Linked DNA regions of Zea mays: regions 1 and 3 are each linked to region 2. A link is a contact called in public Hi-C data. All regions are on one chromosome and are shown on one strand. The core of a region is the stretch at or near the end of the contact, and the rest is flanking DNA. Distances in the headings are between cores, read along the strand shown.

Evidence for each region. Hi-C and Micro-C count contacts between places; a contact is called where the count stands out from the background.
Region 1: a contact with region 2 is called in a Hi-C map of leaf, with 5 times the contacts expected there. The contact joins the promoter of LOC100277054 here to the promoter of LOC100217304 in region 2. A contact is called at or near these places in 3 of 25 Hi-C or Micro-C datasets (ear, leaf and tassel).
Region 3: a contact with region 2 is called in a Hi-C map of leaf, with 10 times the contacts expected there. The contact joins the enhancer-like site here to the promoter of LOC100217304 in region 2. A contact is called at or near these places in 7 of 25 Hi-C or Micro-C datasets (bundle sheath, ear, leaf and 2 more).

The regions. Positions count from the first base shown.
Region 1 is chr9:133,666,081-133,670,415 of Zm-B73-REFERENCE-NAM-5.0, forward strand. It overlaps LOC100277054 (P-loop containing nucleoside triphosphate hydrolase superfamily protein), which reads left to right and starts at 2,380. Exons shown (of 7, transcript NM_001150722.2): 1 at 2,380-2,604; 2 at 3,612-3,804; 3 at 3,889-4,157; 4 at 4,277-4,335. The coding sequence starts at 3,802.
Region 2 is chr9:133,499,255-133,503,915 of Zm-B73-REFERENCE-NAM-5.0, forward strand. It overlaps LOC100217304, which reads left to right and starts at 2,122. Exons shown (of 13, transcript NM_001359584.1): 1 at 2,122-2,414; 2 at 4,479-4,661. The coding sequence starts at 4,499.
Region 3 is chr9:133,631,703-133,635,979 of Zm-B73-REFERENCE-NAM-5.0, forward strand. No RefSeq gene overlaps it. Among protein-coding and RNA genes, the nearest start is that of LOC100277054, 35 kb to the right of the region's middle. Within about 2 kb of position 2,704, at least 16 of the 20 cell types and tissues checked have an H3K27ac peak or open chromatin away from gene starts, as enhancers often do. A contact at or near this core is called in bundle sheath, ear, leaf and 2 more, where this site is marked.

The sequences.
Region 1 (4,335 bases), core at 1,130-3,629, 170 kb after region 2:
CGGACAGTGTCCGGTGCTCCAAGGAAGAGCGACTCTGAACTCGCCAGCTTCGGGAATTCACTCCGCTATAATTCATCGGACATGTCCGGTGTACACCGGACTGTCCGGTGAGCCAGCGGAGCAATGACTACTTCGCGCCAACGGTCACCTGCAGAAGCAATTAATGCGCGCCAGAGCGCGCAGAAGTCAGGCACGCGCGAAGTGGCGCACTGGACACTCTACAGTACATGTCCGGTGTGCCACCGGACATCCAGGCGGGCCCAGCAGTTAGAGCTCCAACGGTCGGAACCCAACGGCCTGGTGACATGGCTGGCGCACCGGACTGTCCGGTGCACCATGCGACAGACAGCCTCCACCAAACGACTAGTTTGGTGGTTGGGGTTATAAATACCCCAACCACCCCACATTCAAGTTATCCAAGTTTTCCAACTTCCAACCACTTACAAGAGCTAGGCATTCAATACAAGACACACCCAAGTGATCAAATCCTCTCCTAATTCCACAAAAGCATTAGTGTTGAGTGAGAGTGATTTGTTGTGTTCTTTTGAGCTCTTACGCTTGGGTTGCTTTCTTTCTCATTCTTTCTTGAGATCAAACTCACTTGTAATTGAGGCAAGAGACACCAATCGTGTGGTGATCCTTGTGGGAACTTTGTGTTCCAAGTGATTGAAAGAAAAACTCACTCGGTCCGAGGGACCGTTTGAGAGAGGGAAAGGGTTGAAAGAGACCCGGTCTTTGTGACCACCTCAACGGGGAGTAGGTTTGCGAGAACCGAACCTCGGTAAAACAAATCTGCGTGTCACACTCTTTATTCGTTTGTGATTTGTTTTGCACCCTCTCTCACGGACTCGATTATATTCCTAACGCTAACCCGGCTTGTAGTTGTGATTAATTTTGTGAATTTCAGTTTCGCCCTATTCACCCCCCCTAGGCGACTTCAGACTCGTTTAAGAAGATCTGGAACTACCTGATGTATAAATGTGTTTACTAGCCTACTGAGACTAGTAATTGTATCACATTTGAGTCCCAGAGGATTAGTGCGCTTCAAACACCTATTCAAAATGTCTTCTAACCCTTTGTCTTCTATCATTTCCATGCGTGCTAACTCCAATATCTCTCTCACACTTTTATATATGAGTACCTTATTTTCAATTATATATAAGATGGAGTTTCATGACTTAACTTGGTCCAATGGATATATATGGAATTAATTCACCTAGTGGCATCTTAATTAAGTAATCATACTAGACTTTTAGTTTCTCTCTTTATAGTATGACTACTTATTCTAAATCTAATCAAGCACCCTATTACGTCTTGATTGACAAAATAAAATACCGTACCTTATACATGTGTACCTTGTGTTCTTGTATTTTATTGTTCTTCTTCCTCTTTTTTCATGTTGAACAATTGGTCATTTTTTTGTGGCCATCACTATCCTTACCATGGATGTTATTCTTACGTAATATCTCATTCATAATATTTAGAGTAGATGTTAGTCCATATATAAGTTGTATCAATCACCAAAAACTATGGTCGGAGCTTTTAGTTTCCTATGTATATGGCCACCAATAGAATGTGGCTCAGCTAGTTCCAGTGGGAGAGAGTGAAGCAACATTTATATATAGCAGTTCTATTACAGATGAGTATTTTATTAAACCACCATTATAATAAATCCAAGGCACATGTGGTTAGGGGTGTTAATATGTTGTAGATTTTACACTACAAACTTTAAGTATCGAATCGGATTAGAATCAGACCCTATTCAGTAAAGACAGACGCTATTATAAAGTGTATTTAACTGGTGAGTAGTCGCTATTATAAAGTGTATTTAACTGGTGATTAGTTTAAGTAGCCGTCGGTGCAAAATGCATGTCACCGGTTTTAATAAGGAAACGGTAGAGAGTATTAGGTCAAACCGATCGGGTCCACTGCACGGGTTGGCGTTCTAGAGAACAACAAAATACATCAAATTAAAGTCCACGAGACAAGACATCGGTACACCGTAACGCGGTGTTTTAAAATTTAATTTCGTAAAGTTGTGATGGCTTCGTGGCTTATTAGTTGTGTAACGCGCGTACGGACGATTGGGACGGCGAAGATGGAAAAAAGGAAACAGCCACGACGAGGGAGGAAGCTGGAAGCGTTTCTTTGACTGGCCGGATGATCGAGGGCCTCCAATTCATACTTTGTCTGTGCGTGATGGGGATATATACGGTGGATGGCTGGCGCAGCGCAGTTCGGTGGCTCACGCCATGCAGCAGGTACATATGCATGCATGGCCATGGCGCAGGGCTTATTTGAGTTTATATTTCCATATGGAAAAGAAACCTGCATTATAAGCAAGCAAAGCGCAGACTTGCATAAGCAAACCCCAGCCGTCGCAGACTTGCATAAGCAAGCAAAGCGCAGGCCTCGCTCGGCCTCTCGCCAGTTCTTCCTCTCTTCTTCCCGCGACGTACGTCACACTGCAGCCTGCTTGCTACTCTTGATTTATCATCCCTCTTGGTGCCGAGCAGGCAGACGTAGCTGCTGCATCTCCTAGCTGCCTGCCTCCGTTGATTATCCGATCGACCTGTTCGACAACAACAAGTGAGGACGAACCAGGTACGACGTGGTGTTGTTGCTTTGCTTGCGGCTGCGGTCCAATGCAAGATTCAGAACGTTCTTCCATCTCTCATGTCATGTGCTCTTCTTCTTCCTCTGTGCGGGATTTGGGAATAATATAGTGATCTTCATGCTTCTTGCTCTTGAGTACGTGTGGGTGGCCAGCTCATGTGTTAGATTCTTTGGTGCTTAGAATCGACTCCTAAGTCCCTAAAATACCAATCTGTGTCTAAAATACTTCGATGATGAGTAGATCTATTCTACTGAGAGGTAAGGTAAACATATCATCGTTGTTGTTCCTAGCCATCATTACGACGGCGGCGTCTTGCAGTGTAGACCTGCCTCCTCCTCTTTCTCGATCTCCCTGCTGGTGTCGAGGAGATTGGTTCCCGTCGTTAATCGACGGTGGATCAGCTCCTCCAATGTTGCCTGCAGGAGGAATCTCATATCCCGATGGGATGACGGGGATCTGAGACATAGTCACAGCAATTCCAGTCACTCCGAGCACCTAGGGGATTGGTTCATCTCAAAGTGTCGATTAGAGTTTTGTGGTCGAGTGATTAGCGTTGGCTAAACCCGTTGGCCCCTTAATCTATTTATATGGTGTCGTGTGACCGGAGGCTGCAACCAATGGTTAGAATAGGCCCCTGATCAGAGGCGCGGTTAGACGATTAAGATTAACCCTACCTCGATTACTGTTAACCGGCTAGTGTAGAGGACCTAACATGATAATCTTCACTCCTGAGCCATCGTGCAGATTCTCTGACCCGGCTGGCAACATGCACTGCAGCCTTTTGCCAAATCTCAAACTTTCCCCCAACCAAAATTCTGGGCTTCTCACTGACCTTTATTATTCATTCATCCATCCATCCATTCATTCACTCATGCTGCTTCAGCCTGTCACGTACGGCCTCTTAAACGCTTGCTTGTGTAGTTGCAAAGACTTTGCAAGAAGCAACTGCTGCTTCTCATTTCCCACCAACAATGCTGTGCCTGTGCGTACGTAGGCGATCCAGGTGGGGCCCGGCCGGCAATCAGGTGAAAAGTTGAGCTGTGTTGTCAAGACAGACTGACAGAGACATCAGTTTCTCGCTCGCATCACATGCGTGCATTCTACGCGGGCAAGAAGGGCGATGAGAGCAGTCCGTCAGCTGATGTATTAGCAACCACAAGAGAGAGAGGGAAGAGAAGAGAACAATGGTAACGATGCGCACTAATCTGTGTCTCCTCCTCGATCGAGAGAAACACGCACTGATCTGTTACCTTTTCTTTCATATTTTACAGAGTATTTATTATCCAGCAAAGAGTCCAAAGGGCCCAGTAGCAGCGTTCCCTCTACGGTCTGCTCTCGTCTTCTTCGTCACATCGTTCGGCTTCTACGTCTGCTACTTCTCCTCACGTCAGATAATAGCCCTGGAAACCGAAGCAGAAACGACGGCCAGCGGAGGCGGAGCAGAACCCACAGAGACCCGTTGCACAAATAGGCCCGCGATCATTCCACATGGGCCACAGACGCGGTACGTGCACTTCCCGAGGCCCGCCACCTACGACAGGTAAGCTTAAGCTCTCTCCAGTCCTGAGTTCCTGACGCGATCGACGTTCATGTTCTTGTTTGATGCACTCGATCGCACTCCTCATTCCCCGGCCGTTGTTTTTTCGCACACACACGCAGGGGCGAATGCGTTTGTAACCCGGTGCGCTTCTTCGTGATCGTGTCGACGCAGAGGTCGG
Region 2 (4,661 bases), core at 872-3,371:
GCCCGCCTGCTCCGTGTCCAGGATTAAACGTGATTGTGTTTTTTTACATAGAATTATTAACGGCAATGACACAAAAGGGAGAGAGAATAAAACCGATGGCATCAATGAAAGACTATAAGACTGTTTGGTTTATGACTAACTATGTTACACTTTGGCTAAATTAGTCATTCGAATCGAAAAACTAATATTAGACACAAAAGTGTGACAAAATACGGTAAATTAGACAGCGAACCAAACACTCTCTATATTTTTCGATGGCACATACAGGAGAAAGATTTTAATGACAATGAAGAAAATTTCTCATATGTGGATCTGAGTAGTGTTGCTGTTGCACCATCGAAAAGGGTGTCCTTGCCTAATTGAGGTTTTCACTGGCGTTGAACACAAGTGCCAAGTCCACACGTTGGGGTCTCTAGAGGTCTCCTAAGGCAAGTGAAAAAAAATCAGGACTTTTTCGTGAAAACATGTCTCTTGCAGGCCACGTACAACGACATCAAATACGACGTCTCTAAGTAGCCTGTAGCCACATAAGCAACAATTAAACGAACGGGACGTTTGGATCCCTTCATTTTAAAGGAATTGGAATTCACTCAATAAAGTAACTTATTTAGTTTGGAATTTGGCATTCCACCACTTTCCAAAGTTCAGATATAAGGTTATCTCAAATTCATAGGGTGGAGGATAGGAAATGATTTTATGCATGATTAGAATTTGTTTCTAATCTGTAACTTACATGACACTCTTCGTTCTACTCCTCTATAATAAAAATGTAGCACATAAATATCTAGGACATCTTGCTAATAATAGTATGCAAATATATTTTGTATAAAAGTGAATTAGCTTAATTGATATATGCCTAAATTACTATTATTAGAATGGAATTCAATTCCAGTGATCCAAACGGGGCGGAAAAGAAATCAGGAGAGAGGCATATATCGTCCTTTTGTGGAGACTTCGGTCCGTGCTCTAATACAAAAGACAGTAAGATAACCACTTTATGACTACTTTGGTCCTTATTCTACGCATGAATTAAAAAATTATAGACAATATAAACAAACAACCCAAATATTGTCTATACATGTTTTTCAATATATATAAACAGTTGTTGTGTGTGGACTGTATATGCCCTAAAGGCATCTACAACCCTATTAATTAGAGGCCTTTTGAGTGGTCTCTAAGGGTAAGCGAAAAAAAAATCAAGAGACGAGCTCTATATGACTCTCTATACATATTATCTTTTAACTGTATTTATGATCTAGAAAGTTAAATTGTATTATACAATTTCTTTGTTGTCTATTATGCGCGAAAAATCGATCCAAGGGCTTTGTATTGTAGATGCCACATTGTGTGTTAATGTCAGTTAATACTTACCTTTCAGGCTGTTTTTAGAGATAATACATTTATGAGTTAGAGAAACTTTATCCCTAATATAAAAGACACGGACTCCTGGTTAAGCACCTAAGGTCCCGTTTGATTTGGGGTGACTAAAGTTTAGTGACTAAAGTTTAGTCACTTTTAGTTCCTAAAAAAGCAAACATGGTGACTAAAGTGGGTGACTAAACTTTAGTTCTTTAGTCATCAAGGGAATGACTAAAAAAGACTAAAGTAGTATTTTTTTACCTTATTGTCCCTCTCTACTTTCTTCTTATAGCAAACATCCATTAATTAATAGGGGTAAAACAGTCATTATTCACAACAATTAATGCTCTTTAGTCCGGTTTAGTCACTGGAAACAAACGGGATGCTTTAGTGACTAAACTTTAGTCACTAAAATTTAGTCTAGTGACCAAACATGGCCTAAATCTCGGTGACACAAAATAACTCCCGTTGTTTCTATTCAAACACGTAGTACAACGTACAGTACATAGAAAAGGGAGGGAGGATTTGAGCCTTTTTCTTTTTCTATACCAACATGGTCCTGCCTTGTGAAGCAGGGAACAAGAAAGAAAGAAAGATGCACGTTGTGCAGTGTGACCCTAGCAAAGGAGAGATGCGATACCCCCGGCCGGACCAGCGATCGCCATTCAAAGCTGCCAGTGCCACCCGCCATCCCCTGCTCCCACTGCCACTGCCAGCACATAAGCCCTACCAGTACCAGAGGCTACCAGCAGAGAGAGAAGGCGAGCGCGCGGGCAGAACCCGCGCAGAAAAGCAACCACCTCCCTCCGCCTCCCCCGCAGGGCTGGGCCGCACCGCATCACCCTCGCCCTCGCGAGATCCCCAATTCGCCGCAGGTTCCTCGCCGGAGCGAGCGGCCCCCATTGTGGCGTGGGGCTGCCGGTTCCGCGGCCAACAGTCCCCCTCCTCCCTGCTGCTGGAGCTGCCTTGAGTCCCGCGACTCGACTCGAGCTCTGCTGCCGTGGAGGCGGCCAAGGCCAAGGCGCGCGCATTGCGAGGGTTTTTGCTACCTCTCGGTATCGATCATCATCCCCTCCCCCTCCCCCTCCCCCTCCGCGGAATTTGGCGTCTATGAACTCTTCGCTCGGGGAGCGGAGAGCTTGGATCTCTCCGCTTTGTTCCGTTCTAGTAACGTTAAGGTTCTTCGCGTTCTGCGTTTGCTCATCATCGAGATGCTTTGTTTTACCCCTTGGCCTGGGTCTCGCATTTCCGTCGATCGGTTGGGTGGTTTAGGGACGGGAATGGGATGCCGTGTGGAGTCCGAATTAGTTCTGTGCTACAGCTGTACCCCGATTGTTTATACTCTTCATTGATGGGGTCCCGTCCTGTAGTGCTTGCAAATACTACTCGGCTACTTGCACTCTGGGGCCTGTAGCGTAGGAGTAGGCTAACCTCACGTATGTTTCGTTCCGAAGCACTGTTTGGTCTAAGAAGATACGATCTTATCTTCGGGTCTACGCCAATAATTGTTCTAGCGTACTAGAGACGAAAAATAGTTGAACTGGCTTCGCTTGCTAACGGAGATTCTTGTAATCTTGAGTGGATAATAAAAAAAAACTGGATGCGACATCGACGGGCTAAGCAACTCAATAGCTCTGGTTTCTTTAAGTGCAGTTACTTATGCTCTGCTAGTGTAACGTACTGCTATATCTTTCGAAGCCAAAAGGTCCTTACAACTGAAGCTGCTACAGTGCACAATGTTTAACTTTTAATATCCCCGCGTGACTTCAGATTTCGTTCTTGGTTTCACAATTTGTTTGACTTTCTGCACATGGAATGAATGAGGTAGTAACGGGAAGCTGTCATGTGAGGAAACCCTGACGTTCCGTGATGTCGTTCTCCTGTTTACAGTCCCTGTCCTAAAAATACATGACGTTTTTTACTGTTAGATATTTGTTTAACTATCCGTATTAGTTAAATTTTTTATATAAGTATTATTTATTTTGTTTTGAATTATTTTTTCACTAGAGATACTTTAATAGTGACATTAATTTTATTGTTTAAAAAAACTGATTAAAAATGATCAAACATGATATCTAAAAGTCAAAATTATCCTCAATTTTGGGAGGGAGTAGCTCTGTACAAACTATGGTAGCCCCACTCCCAAGTCCCAACTGTAAAGCACGGATGTTTTTCTTATTCACTGATAAAAGTTGCATTCTTCCCGTCCCCTGACTGCCCTTTTTGTGAATTTCAAGAAAACGACGTCAAAAGTGCTAGGTTCCACTCTGGTCTTAATTTCAGCTGAGTACCCGAATTTGCTGTTATGGGTTTCTGTACACATTATAGGAGGCTTATGGATTCATGCTGCATTATTTTGTCCAACACCTGCAGGACGCAATCATTTGTTATCCATTTATTTGCTGCTAGGAAATCAATCATTTGTGGCTCTCTCTTTGTGAGTGCCTATTGTTTTTTTTCCTTTTCTTCTGGTGCGTATTGTTAAAGAAAGCGTTTGGACATTGCTGTTTTTTGTGTCCTGAGAATCCACCTTTTGTTTCCTTGTTTCTTTATCATCTTAAAGATTAGCTCAATTGATGTTTATCATTTGCTGCACGCAAGCTGTACATAGTGGAAACAATTAGGTCATATTTTAGTGCCTATCCAGCCTGTATCCACCTTTAGGGGGTGTTTGGGAACAAAGTTTTTCTACAGTTTTGAAAGAATACTGCAGTATTCTCAAATACTGCAGTATTATATACAGAATGGTGTTTGGCAAGCTAGCTAAAATCTCAGTTTTTAAAACTGAAGTAGTGCAAATACTATAGTAGTTTTAAGCTATTCTAAACTTAGGTCTGGACCTCAGTTTTTAAAACTGCGGTATTGTAAACTGCTGTATTGTCATGACTAAAGTATACTGTAGTATTTCAAAAACTGTGGTTTTCAAAAACTTTGTTCCCAAACAGGGCCTTATATTCTTGGATTCCATTGTGCAAGTTCTGCTGTTTGGCAATATTCTTTTCTTTATGCCATGCTTTTTAACAAAAGAAAAATGCGAATGGCAATATTTTTTATCCAAATAGCACATAGAAATGGTAATTCTGAATTTCACAATGACAGTTCTTTATTTTGTGGACCAGGATTCAAGGGTATTTTATAGATGACGAAGGCAGCAACTATTTATGGGAGCAAGACACAGAGCGATGCCTTGCGGCCAGGGCCATTGCGTCCAGCAAATATTATCAGAAATAAATTTCCCACATACAAGAATGGTTCAAATGGTATAGTAATCAAGCTGGCTGATGGTCCCGAAATACCACCTC
Region 3 (4,277 bases), core at 1,454-3,953, 130 kb after region 2:
AAGACCATCGAGGTTCATTGTTGTCGAGCTCCACACAAAGGAGGAGCAACTCCGACTCCCCAAGACGGACAACATATGGCCAAAGGAAAAAACCGACAACGCCTAGACCCAAACACCGCATAGAAGGAGGAAGGTCGCGGTGCGCCGTTATTGCCAAGCCTCGAGACACCCCACGCGAGGCAGCTCTGATTCTTCACCTACGAGACTTCCAATCATGATCCTCCGCTTCGCCCCGCCCCGACAAACGTCCAGCCTCTGAAGAAATCTAGTCCACAAAGAAGGGGGGCTCGTGTCATGCCATCGTTGCCGAGCCACATCATCTGACGTAGCAGCTCCGACTTCACGTTGCAAGATCGCACCTCACCCGCATACCGGACGCCGAGAAGCGAAAGCAACAACCAAAAGGCGACGACATGGCCGAGACGAGCTTCAAAAGTGACGCCTTCAGGAAGGTAGTGACGTTGAGGACACCACTATCACATGTTCGAGATGGATCGGGCTTTCGCCCATAGAAGCCAGTGCTGGGAATGCGACGCCCTCAACTGGGGAAGCGGCACCCATGGACGTCACCATCACCGAGGCTTAAGCCCAAGAAGTCCCCCAACACAATCATAAGGCCAAGACCCCGGGTCAAAGCAGACTACCTCTACCGTCATCGTTGATCTGACATTCCGCACAAAACCTCCCAGAGAGGCATCGACGCTCGGGTGCCGCAACAGCCGCAAAGCTGCGTCGACCGTCACCCCTTCTGGTTGGGCAAAGGCCTTATTTTTGGTGGCTTCTGGCCGCCGAAAATGCCCGTGTCTCCTGTAGTGGGGAACAAACCACCTTACCGCGTGTGACAGCTGCCGCCAGGCGCCCCACCACCGCCACTGAACCCACCAAACACCACAGCAGGATCCAGTCCTCCCCAGAAGGACCAACATCGCCAAGGCGCAGATCCGAAGAGGGAGGGCCTGATCTAGGCCGATGAGGCCTAGATCCGCCGAACCCCAGCGCTGGCGGAGCCACAACCGGGACAACGACTAGAACAGTGACGCCACCACTGAAGCTCCATCGTGCACCGCTCCCCCCAGGTCCTAGGAAACCAAGGCCGCCTCTAGCCCAATAGCGCAAGCCCCTCGTCTCCTCCACGCACTGGCTAGGTTCACCAGGACGAACCCACCACTACTAGGGCAACCCCCACCTAACAAGCCTCCAGCCCCGCCACCCACTGGTAGTAGCAGGGCAGACGCCGCCAAAGCCCACCCCATCCCCGCCGGCATGGGCCACGCGGGTGCCGTCGCCAGGCACCCGCCACACCAGCGTAGAAGGAGCGAGGGAGACGCGGGGCCGACCGATTCGCCTTGCCGCCCCATCACATGAGCCCTCGGTGGCCAGCCTCGGGACGGTGAGGCAAATAGAGAGGGGAGGGAGACTTGGAGACAACGACTAGATATTCGCCACCCGAGTCGCCCAATGAGGGGCGACATGGGGGCCTGGGTGGTTCTGCTGTTAGAGGGCAGAAAATGTATGCAACAATTCTCCCATCAGTTAAAAAAGGAACCGGAAGTGATGCTACGCCGAGATTGCTAATTAGTGTCGAGCTGGTCGGGGCAGAAAGAACCTGATATCAATGTTGTATTTTACCTGTTTGAATTAATGAGTTATGTTCCGATATGCGTCCATAGACTATTAGGAGCATGTACAATCCACATAAATGTCCCGTATCTTAAGAGGTGTCAAGGAGGTAAGTGCAAAAAATATAAAAAATGGTATCTTCATAAAGGAACGTCTCTAGGACGGTTTTCTAAATCTAGATACGGTTCTACTCATACAACTCATATAAATGAGTCGTATCTTGAGAGGTTATAGTAAATAAGATATAAGACATATATATTGGGTGTATCTAGTGCTCGGAGAACCACAACATAACGACTTGTTTGACTGACGGGCAGCCCCAGCTGGGGCTGATGCAGCTGCAAACTATAGAGACAAAATGCTGTAGAAGCCGTAGCCGTAGCCAGATTAAAGTCACAGCAATCTACAAAAAAAAAAAAAAAAACAGGTTGTACATGCCGTGCGATAGTCAGCATGCATGTTTGACGCGGTCCTTGTGGCAAGCAGGCGCACATCACATGTACGAAGCAGTTGAAGTTGCAACAATATCTAATATATAACCTTTGCAGGGTACACGTGATTGCTGGCCCGGCCGGACTAAAATAATTACTCCTATATTGCATTGCATCGCCATCCCACTATATTCGACCAGTGATCAGAATCGTTGTCGTCGTCAGTCCATGCATGCATGTATGTCGCCTCTTTCCACGTCACACGCTCTATTTCTTTATTACTATTCTGTTCTATAGGCACGGGAAAGTCTCGGAACAGTGAGTGTGTCATATCCTACAAGTTTCCGGCATATATAGATATAGCACACTGCATTTGTTTGGTGGCTCTCCAACCACTACATCTATATGCGCCTATGCCTAACTCCCTTTCATGGCATGGCTCGTTTATGGTGAAAGCGCAGATCGATGTTCTTGTGAATAAAATAAATATGGTAGCAAACATATATCTGTCCTGTCCCTCTCTCTCTCTCTCTCTCTTTTTTGGTCTCCGTCCTTTTCTTTTTGTCCAACGAATCCCTCGCGATTGGCCCGGTCAGCCCATTAGTGCACCGGAGAAGAGAAGACACAACGCGACCCCGTCCGGCCTGGATACAGCCCAGTGGGAGCTCGTGGGAGGTGGGCTGCCTGTGGCCCATGTTTTTATTTTGTTTAGCACTGTGTTCCGATATTAAATAAAAAACCAAGCCCCAGTAACCATACATCTCGCCGACCAAGGCGAGTGAATCCATACATTTGGCTAACTACGCCGAATGAATTTCTGGCATCAAGTAATTGGCCGGCCGATGTTAATTAAATGTGCCAAACTGATCAAACTAAAATTCACTTGGTCGGGTTATTGGTGATTTTGATGATCAATCTTGCATATATATATGAACCATCTCAATTCACATGTTTTAAGGTACATTATACTAAAAGGTTAATTAATTCTCTTCTCAATCCATATTCCAGTACGTGAATTAAGGTGAATATCAGTGCATACACAAGTCGTTACTGATGCAGACCGGTATCTAAATTATATAATCCACAGTACGTGAATTAAGGTGAATATCAATGCATACACAAGTCGTTATTGATGCAGACCGATATCTAAATTATATAATCCATGTAATAATCGTTGTTATTAATAATCGTTGTTGTTTGTTTGTCTCTTGACTTATTTAAGTCGGATCATATGATCTAGAAGGTAGACAAATAGGACCTTAATTTGTTTCACAAGGGAAACTTCATTTACAAACCAACTAGTGACTCGGCCTACCATAATGACACACTTTGTTGACACATGATTCCTCTCCATAATTGCTCGTTGGAACTTCGCTCTCGCCCTGCCTTTTGAAAGCCAGCTACAGTCCATCTTAGCGTGTCCCTTGGTGAATCCAAGTGATGTTGCTTTTTCCACTTGCCTTTTGGTTAGTCTTAGTCCCTTTGTCCCAAAACGAAAAAAAGTCATTTTAATTTCATCATATTAAGTTAGCTAATCTTTAGTTTAGTAAATTTGTGTAAAAAGTATGAATATTTAAGATAGCAAATAAGTATAGTTAGATTCATTATATACCACTATTTGGTGTATATTGGTGTGTGACGAATCTAATTTCGCATCTTCTTATCTTCTAGCTCTAGTAGAGCTCGTGCTGATAAATGTGTTAAAGAATCAGTTCGTTGCATATAGTGATATAGAAGAACATATACACAATAATAACATAAAATGACAGAGGAAAGGGAGCTCTTTATTTTATTTTTTTCTGTTTGTTCAAACACATGTACATATGCTGGTTGATTATTTCAGCTCTCCATTCACCTCTCGCTTTTTATAGATGAGAAGATGCTAGTGTTATCCAAGCAATTTCCTGAAAACTTACCTCTCATAAATTCGTCACCTCAAAGACTTGTTTCCACATTACTTTTGACTTCAACTTCTTAAAATTAAGGATGGTAATAGATCACAATCCAAATGTTTCTTCACAAAATGATAGTCATAAATAAATTTTAGTTCAAAAGTAAATAAAATAGAGATCGGTTCTAATTCGATCTGATTCTTAAATCTTATAGTGTAAAATTTAGAGTTTATTGTCAACTATACTTAAAAGACAATGTTAATGTCGTGATTTGAGTTTTTTTAGTCTTCTGGAGGAGGTGAGAGCAGACACTCTACGTACAGGGCTGTACTGC